Regions from separate parts of the Sus scrofa genome. Here all the other regions are linked to region 1. A link is a contact called in public Hi-C and HiChIP or PLAC-seq data. All regions are on one chromosome and are shown on one strand. The core of a region is the stretch at or near the end of the contact, and the rest is flanking DNA. Distances in the headings are between cores, read along the strand shown.

The links. A called contact is a pair of places that touch in the nucleus more often than the background predicts. HiChIP or PLAC-seq counts read pairs in DNA pulled down with a chosen protein or histone mark.
Region 2: a Hi-C map of subcutaneous adipose tissue shows a contact between it and region 1, with 2.7 times the contacts expected there. The contact joins the enhancer-like site here to the promoter of MAML2 in region 1. A contact is called at or near these places in 6 of 47 Hi-C or Micro-C datasets (embryonic fibroblasts, mesenteric adipose tissue, retroperitoneal adipose tissue and 2 more) and 2 of 2 datasets of contacts at active chromatin or transcription factors (alveolar macrophages and skeletal muscle).
Region 3: a contact with region 1 is called in an H3K27ac HiChIP or PLAC-seq map of alveolar macrophages. The contact joins the enhancer-like site here to the promoter of MAML2 in region 1. A contact is called at or near these places in 1 of 5 promoter capture datasets (liver), 9 of 47 Hi-C or Micro-C datasets (adipocytes, alveolar macrophages, embryonic fibroblasts and 6 more) and 2 of 2 datasets of contacts at active chromatin or transcription factors (alveolar macrophages and skeletal muscle).

The regions. Positions count from the first base shown.
Region 1 is chr9:28,371,531-28,374,494 of Sscrofa11.1, reverse strand. It overlaps MAML2 (mastermind-like protein 2), which reads left to right and starts at 1,513. Exons shown (of 4, transcript XM_021102335.1): 1 at 1,513-2,964.
Region 2 is chr9:28,255,978-28,258,941 of Sscrofa11.1, reverse strand. All of the region lies in intron 1 of MAML2 (mastermind-like protein 2), which reads left to right. Among named protein-coding and RNA genes, the nearest start is that of MAML2, 120 kb to the left of the region's middle. Within about 2 kb of position 1,506, at least 38 of the 83 cell types and tissues checked have an H3K27ac peak or open chromatin away from gene starts, as enhancers often do. A contact at or near this core is called in retroperitoneal adipose tissue and subcutaneous adipose tissue, where this site is marked.
Region 3 is chr9:28,287,607-28,290,570 of Sscrofa11.1, reverse strand. All of the region lies in intron 1 of MAML2 (mastermind-like protein 2), which reads left to right. Among named protein-coding and RNA genes, the nearest start is that of MAML2, 84 kb to the left of the region's middle. Within about 2 kb of position 1,425, at least 22 of the 83 cell types and tissues checked have an H3K27ac peak or open chromatin away from gene starts, as enhancers often do. A contact at or near this core is called in alveolar macrophages, mesenteric adipose tissue, skeletal muscle and 1 more, where this site is marked.

The sequences.
Region 1 (2,964 bases), core at 264-2,763:
CTTGAGTTCAAGTCCTAATCTGTTACTTCCTAGTTAGTTTAATGTAAATAGTTTTGATTTTGATGAGCCTCAGTTTCTTCATTTCTGGGTGGAGTTAGTAATACCTCTCCCTCAGGATTTGGGTAGATTAAGGGAGAAATCAGGGAAGTACTGTGCCTGAAACTGAGTGTAAATAAATAGTAACTGATGTGAATGGAAATGAGGATGTGGATGATGACGTCAGCTTGAAATCAAATGGCCATAAGTTTAAATGTGTATAAAAGACATTGTAGAGGAGTGTCCTACACCATTAGAATATAGAATGAAAATTTATCAAATTCTTGCTTGACCAAGTTCTTAAGGTATGTCCCTATCTAGCATAGAAATCAAAGTTTATATAAGAGTTGCAGATTTGACTAAGGACTCTGTTATTAATCAAAACCCATGCTATTGCAGGACTGTACAGTGAATGGTAAGTTTTAGATTTAATTTTTTCTCTTTTGTCAAGTATTACTGCTGGATATAAAGTGTCAGGAGTGGTAGAAAGAAAGTAATGTCTAATGGATGCACCTTTAAAAAAATGTAATATGATCGAAACTCATTCACTTTTTAATGAGGAATTCTTTTTAATAGAGGGAATTCTCTATTCAAATTTGCATACCCAACAACAATATATTTCTGCCTTTCTTCTTGAGTGGTGAGGAACTTAGCCTTGGAAGAGACAGATAAAATATGTTCCAATGAAAAGTAGCAAAGTTATATGCCATCAGAATGCACTTGTTCCTGGTTCCAAACTAACATTCCAGGATTTGTGAAAATGAAATGGACCAATGTAGGCCAGCCTAAAGAGAACTAAACTATAGATAAATCCAGTCTTAAAATGTTTGCTTTGATTTTGCCCATTCATTTCTCTTCAACTCAGTTTGAAGTAGGACCGTGTTATTGAAATGGCAGAGTTGGTTTAGATTAAAAAAGCCCCATTGCTTGAGACCTCAAATTGAAATGACTTCCAAGTTAGGATACATAGAACATTTATGGTCCTGATTATAATAACAGTGTGCTCATCTTAATTTATTCTCCGTAACTGACAACAAACAGAATTCAGTATACTTTTGGAGACCTTAAAGGTAGGATTGTCTGAAGAGGGGACAACATTCAGTGTCTGAGATTTGGTTTGTGTTATTAAACTTCTTGAAACTACTGCTAACGGAATGATTTTCCTCATTATAGATGTAAATCGGACAGCTGTGGAGACCTCAGATCTTGCATTTTTGGTTCGTCGTAGGCAAACTTGTATTTTCAAGGAAATCTTTTTTTTTCCCCTTCTAGAACTGGTATTGGTAATTTCACCATGGTAGAGTATTTTATTTTTATTGCTACTGATTCGCTCGTAATCCCCTATTGACTTATCAGAGACGCACACCACAGGCGGGCAGGTAGACTGACACTCTCCTGCCCTTTAGGAGCTGAGGGTGCGAGTTCCTCTCCCCTCCCCCACCCTCCCCCCCTCCCCGACCCGCGCGCACACACCCTGTGTCTCCCTGACACGAATGAGCGTTTCCTCCGTGCTCACCCAACTCTCGCTAAGGTGCTCAGGGGTGTCATCGACAACATATTGAAAAATGAAAATGACATCCTCGGGGGCAAGGGCGGGGAGAACGGAGGTCTGCATGGGAAAATACATTCCCTGGGCGGGAATTTCTTCAACGTTTCGAGCTCGTGAAGTCGTCGGGTAGAGGCTGGGGAATTTCCCCAGCCTTCCCCCCTCCCCCACCCCCGAGCCCAGTCGGAGGCCGAGCTGCGCGCGCCGCGGAGATGCGCAGGCTTTGGGATTCACCTCTTCAGCCGCTGGGAGGCCCTCTGCGTTCCCCTTTCCCCGGCGCCGGCCGCCTGGCTCGCCCGTGCAGTGGCACCCGCCTTCCACCAGGGAGCCTCGGGCCAGCTCTCCCCCCGCCCTCCGCCCCCCCACCCCCCTCTGCAGCTCGCTGGCTCTCTCTTTCTCCCTCTGTCTCACTCTCTTTCTCTCCCTCTCCTATCGGAGCACAATGAAAGCCTGTGTATCGCCGTGACTCCGGGCAGCGGAGCCAGTGTCAGCCAAGCGGCGAACAACAGACGGGAAAGAGAAAGGAAAAGACCAGCTACTTTCTTTTCCATCTCTAAAGCGGAGCAATCCAAGAGGTAGAACCACATTGCTTATTGAGAGTCCAGACCCTCAGATCCACTGGCCGGGGATGGAATGTACAAAAGTGGACAGAAAAGTGGCTGGACATGACTCGGTGCAATTTGCTGGAAGTTTGTAAGTTTGACCATCGTTTGTAAATTACTCTCGGAAGAGTTTGTCTCTCTTGATACTGTATTAGAATCGAGCCGGGGGTGAGGAATAGAAACGTAAGCGGGAAAGGAAAAAAAAATGTGTTGAAGGATTCTCTTCTCAGTGGCTAGTGACTTCAGACTGCTTTCATTTAAGGCTGGGAAACCTTAGAGGGAATGAGGATTTTTACCGGTGATTGGATTAGCTGAAGAAAAAAGCATGGTCCAAAAGTCCAATTACTGACATTAACAATTGAAAAGCCGTCTCCCTCTTTGGGGAGAAGACAACATCCTACAGTACCCCCCCCCCCAAGAGGAGAAAACACCGGAGCGAAGGGAAAGGGAGGAAAAATTAAAAGCCAAAAGACAGTCTCTCTTGATTTTTGTACGTTTTGAGCATTGACTTCAAAAAGCGTCTGAAACAGCACTTTAAAAAAAAAAAAAAAAACCTGAGGAAAAGTAAATGCTGTGGGTTACATAGATCATGGTAGAAATGTGTTTCTCTGCAGAAACAACCCCATAAAGAATCTTCGGAAACAACTAGGTGAGGGGGGGGCCAGCTCTCTATTAACACCTCTCTCATTTCCCTTTGCTGTCTGTTTCTGTCTCTCGCTTGACCATCCCTGAATTCTTGCTCTACCCTCGCCCCCCCCATCTTGTGTTTACAAAGTACCT
Region 2 (2,964 bases), core at 257-2,756, 120 kb after region 1:
AAACTGGAATTTTTGGCACAAATGTGATCATATCCATCTTCTAAAAAGCACAAATTTTCTTTCTGAAAATGGGACCAAAGGATAGTCATGTTGTAGAAAATCACTCATTAGTTGGACTGAATTTCATTAAAAATATTTTTTAAAGCTGTTTCAATTTTCATATTATCCCATTGAGAGTAAAAATTTTGAAAACTTGCCAACTACTGATATAACTCACATTTGTATCCTAAATATAATACTTTCTGATTTAAGAGGTTTCTCTAGGATACCAAAATAGAGCAAATTAATGTGTTTTCTAGATTTACCTGCCTTTGATATCTATATGTGATTTTACAAGATAAAATATTATATGAAAGTATACACCAAGTGGCTATATTTCTTTGCAGCCCAATGATTCTATAGTTTTCCCCCAAATTGAATAAATACTCAAAATAACTTAAAACTTCTGGATTACCAGATTCTTCTTTTTTTCCTGGTGTAATGGAATAAAATACTTATTCAGGTGTTTATTCATTATGGGTTTGAATAAAACACTTGTAAATTTTTAAGTGAGTTAATCAATTCCTATGTATTGATGTCTTGTGTTCAAGGCACCATGGCAGGTGCTGTGGAGGTAATGCAAATAGAAGCCTATATTCTACGCCTGGCTGCTTACAGTCTAGGTGGAAAGACTAGACCTGTAGTGGGAAATGCTTTCTGACATGATGCTCAAGGCATTGTGGGATAAAGGAGCATCTAAGAGAGCACGGATCCAGAGGGATGCCTAGGTTTGCAGAAGGCCTCCTGGAGGAACAGGTGGGACCCCTCTAGGGTCTTCCCAACTGCTTCTAAAAGAAAAATTAATTAGGAAGCACTCTGAGGAATAATTGCTCTTTTAAGGAAACAGTTACAATGCCTGTCTTAAGTATGTAACAACCTTTTCAATCTTGAATTTTTTTCTTTTTGCCATTCAGAGATTTCTTGGTGCTTTGGGGTCGGATTTGTGTTTTTCCCCTCTCTTTACTTATCTGAGAAATTCTGGCACTAGCCAGGTTTGGGCTGTTTTTGTTCAGACATTCTTAAGTTATTTGGTCAGAAGTAAAGTCTTTGTTGCAGTTTTCTGCTTAGAAACTGCTTTTTCTTTGTCTTTGTTTAAATCCCAAACTCAGTAAAAAGTTCTTTATTTTTATAGAGTGTTCTGCAAAGCAGTATCTTGGGAGGCAAGAGGAGAGAAGGCACTTTTTCCTCCCTAAGTGGAAGTAGCCATCTTTTCAGAAAATATTTAGGACATGTAAAACATATCCAAGACAACCTTGCAAGAGAATGCATGCACATGGTTACATAAAAGAGAGCCCAGTGCTTTCCATGCCCATATCAGCAGGCCTCAAAACTGCTTGTGAACGACGGGAAAAACCATGGCCATGTGCCAGCCAGAAGCAACATCACCGGAATGGAATTCATAGTTACACTGTTAAGACTTATAAATACAGTGAGGGTCCGGGAGCCAGGACCTTCAGGCAAATCAGGCTTGTCTGGTCTGGTCTGGTCCGGCTGACTGAGCAAGTGAGCCTTCTCTTTGCATGAGGCCTTCCTCAGCGTCGGTGACTAAACTTGTTTGTCCCCAAAGCTAAAATGTCCCAAGGGACGGAGGGACAGTAGTCATCCATTTTCTTGCCAGACACTGTCCTAGTTGGGGCAGGAAGTCATCCTAAAAGTCAGGAGGTACGTGGTTGGTCTGGGGACAGTGTTTGGAAGTTAGGAATGTGGAACCACTTTTGAGTGTGAATTTATGTCCCTTCAGAGAAACTATGCTTGATCCTAGGAACTGGGTACTGTCACAAAAGATACAACTAGATAAATCAAAGAACTGGATCTGTAAAGACTTGTAGGAAAACAAGACTGTAGCCCGCCAATGGCTGAGAGGGGTGGGTGAAATTAGCTGACACCACTGGGAGTCAGCCAGGCAGCCAAGGTGACAGGAAACCAACAGTGACCAGTGACCAAGACTAGGCTGTCCAGAAGCTGAGCAAGGATTTCTCCCCTCCCACTGACCAAGAAAGAAAAAGTGGAGATTTGAGTTGGTAATAATTTCATTCCAGGGACCAAGGCAAAGCCAGAGAGTGTTAGGACAACAACAGCAATACCGATAACAGTAATAGTAAGTGCTTATTTTCTGCCAATTCTCATTTAAACTCATGACAGCCATGTGAGGAAACTGCTGTTATTATCTCCATTTTACCCACGAGGAAACAAAATCTTAGAGGGGAAAAAAGCATGCCAAAGGTCACATAACTGGATAGTGAGAATTTGGGTTGTACCCAACTTCAGACCTTAACTGAACACACACTGTACTGCTCATTCATTCATTTATTCACTTAGTCACATCTTTATTAGGTACCTATAATGTGCCAGGCACTAGAGAAGAGCCCCTCCCCATGCTGCATGAAGCTTGTAGTCATATGTTCATGAAATAATGCTATGAATATATAACTGTGATCCGTGACAGGTAATAGGAAAGGTGATAGGGGATTTTCCTCTGTGGCTCAGCAGGGTTAAGAACCCAACATGGTGTCTGTGAGTAGACGGGTTCCATCCCTGACCTCTCAATGTGTTAAGGATCTGCCATTGCCAAAAGCTTTGGCATAGCTTGCAGATGCAGCTCAGATCCCAAGTGGCTGGAGCTGCAGTGTAGGGTGGCAACTGCAACTCCAATTCGACCCCCAGCCTGGGAACTTCCATATGCCACAGGTGTGGCCATAATGAGAGAGAGGAAAAAAAAAAAAAAAAAGGTGATAGGGAACGAGAATATCTCAGAACTAGGATGTGCTATCTTTGTGATTAAGGGAACCATGGACCACGATAAATAATTTAGGGAAATGCATTGTAAGAAAATGTGATGTTATTTGGGCAAGTCAAGGAGCGCTTTCCTGAGAAAGAGACACATGCTTTTATATCTGAAGGATTAAAGGCTGGAAACTAGGCAGA
Region 3 (2,964 bases), core at 176-2,675, 84 kb after region 1:
TTAACTGTCTCTTGGGGTGAAGGCAGGTTGCATTGTGGGGTCATCGGCTTCTGTGGTCTCATCCTTCACAGTGGACATCAGACTTCCTTTTTAGGTGCTCTCTGTGATTCATTAATAGTTTGATTTTTTTTTTTTTTTGCAAGATGCGCGGACATTTTTTTTGATTGAGAAACATTTTAGAAATGCCAAACATATTACTGTGATGAAATAACAGTGACTAATATTGCTGTTAAGTTGTTGGAGTTATAATGGCTTCAGCCTTTTTTGATTCTCTGTGTTTGTTTTGATCTATCTTGCCTTTCAAATGGCCTATTGCCTCTGAAACATTAGAAAACAATGTTGTTCTCTTACAGATCTAGTTTCTACTTTTAGCAGCCATAGGAAGTATAATCAAAGTATACCTGAATTAGATGTGATATTTTAGAGAACCTGTTATTTTTACTGATTTGTAATAAAAATTATTAAATCATAATTGATTAAAGACATGATGGTAAAACTAATCTTAGGGTGAATAACATAAGCTTGAGAAATAAATTGTTTATGTAGATATGACAATATCATGGTATGCTCAACCCAAATATACAAACTAGAATAGGAATAATTAAATTTTTATTTAAAAAATTGTTATTTTATGGCTGCACCAACTGCGTATGAAAGTTCTCAAGCCAGGGATTGAATATGAGCCACAGCTGAGACCTACACCACAGCTGCCGCCATGCTGATCTGCACCGGGCTAGGGATCAAACCTGCACTTCTGCAGCAACCTGAGCCACTGTGGTCTGAACCTTAACCCACTGCACCACAGAGGGATTCCCACAGAATAGGAATTCTTAAACTTTTAACTCCTGGGGAAGCAGTTTACCACTAGACAATCATGTAACGATTACTGTCATGCCTTGCCATGAAGACATCTATAGAGATGCAAAGTAAATGCAAATTATTTGGTTTCTGATGGATGGTAGAATAGAAAAGAAGCCAGAAAGTACAGGAAGGTGACATAGTAAACTGTAAAAATATAGCGCTTGCAACCAGTTGATCTAAAAGCTTGCTGTTTCTTGGATGGCAGATGAAACAGAGCATTAAAACAAGGATTTTTTTCCCCCAAAGGATTAAATTTAAAAAACAAACACAAATGGTAACTGGAGGAGGGAAAACAAGAGGAAGCAAAATGAGCGGAGTCAAAATCCTGGGGGAAGATTTTTCATTTTGATTTCTGTGAATTCTGTTTATGTTAACATATCATACTCCTTGAGGGTTAAGTTTAAGCTTTTCTCTGAGAACATTATAAATTACCTTAAAGTCAGCCCCTTTAGGAAAGAACTGAATTTGTGACTGAGCTTTTTGTTTAATTATCACACCCTTTATATAATTTTCATCTACTTCAGTCTCATTTTCATACGTTTAGTGACACTTATTTCCAATCAGTGGTCAGAATGTCACAGGATGCTAGGGAGTGTACAGATTTCCGGGTGCCACCTCCAGATATTCTGCTCCAGAATATCCCACCTTTTGGGTGGGACCCAGCCAGATGCAAGGACTTCACATCACCTTTTGAAAGCACTAACATAGAAACTTATGAACCAGGAAGGAAATGGCTCTTTGAGTCAGAGAATGCCATTGAGTTTTATGAACTCTGACCCTATCAAATATACATTTTAAAATTTAAATTCTTGTCCATGGTGATGTATTGGAAATATGACATATTACATGTTGGTGAAAAAGAATCATAAAATTGCTGTGAGTAGACAACTTGGCTGCTGCTAATCAAACTTTTTAGGACATCAAGCTGAAAGAATGACCTAATTCAGCTCTTTGATTTATAGATGAGCCCTATGAGGTTCAGGGAGTTGAAGTAACTTCCACAGTGTCATGTAGTTTGCTAGTGACCGTGCAAGATTATTTTGCTCCTTCCATTTGTGATGTCACATTTCTCTTAAAAGTCTCTGAAAATGATCCAGTATTATAAAAAGACTGAGGCTAAGCCAAGAATCCCATTAGCCGATACCTTTGGCTTATACAGAAAAATAAGATTAGAGATTTAGATAAACATATATACAAACAGTCAACAAAGCAATTCCATGGTTACAACTATATACGTCTTGTCCTTCCTCTAAATAAATGTCATGAACCAGGGGATGGAGTAATGATATTACGTTGTTGCAGACATGAAAGTTGAAAACAAAATTATGAGGCCCTAGCATACGCTAAATTGGTTTTACCTTCTGAAGGATATTAAATTTTACTTGAATTTTTCAAAACTGCCCTCTCCCCTCAAAGCTCTCTGAGAATAAGTAGTGTATTTGATCTGCCTTCCCTATCAAATAAATCAGGATTTTTTTGGGGGGGGTGGGGGTGGGGAGGGAGGACTGCAAATAATCCAACACTGACTGTGACAATGTTTAAGACAAATAGAGATTTTTCTGTTCACAATTCCCTCTTTCTGGAGATGGGGCCTGGTTGGTATTCATTTAGTCACTCAGAAATATCAAGCCTCAGGGCCAGTATCTCTGTGATTCTCTCCTTTCTCTCACAGTCTTACACTTGGGGTATTGCATTGGCATTCAAAATAGGGTGAAGGGATGGGCAAGAGTGGATGTGGCGAGAGTATCTGCCACGGCCTGGGTTCTTGAAGGACCTCCTTTAGTTCAGCATTGCCTGAGTACCGACTGGTTCCTCTTCTTTCTCTTCTAACCATCACCCTTCTAGACTCCGCTGCTTTGCCTCCTACATACACATCACGCAGAGGGAACATACACCCCACAGTCAGTTGGAATCTGGGTTTCAGAAGAGTCCTTTGATTGACAGGCCTGTAGGAATATGCACAGGTGCTTCTAGGACCATAGGAAGTCTTGTTGAATAAGCTTTCTCTGTGGATGACCAGCCCATCCTCTCTGCTTCTTTAAAAGAATGATTGAATCTAAACATGACACACTGATGTTCAGGAAAAAAAAACGAGAGAGGGAA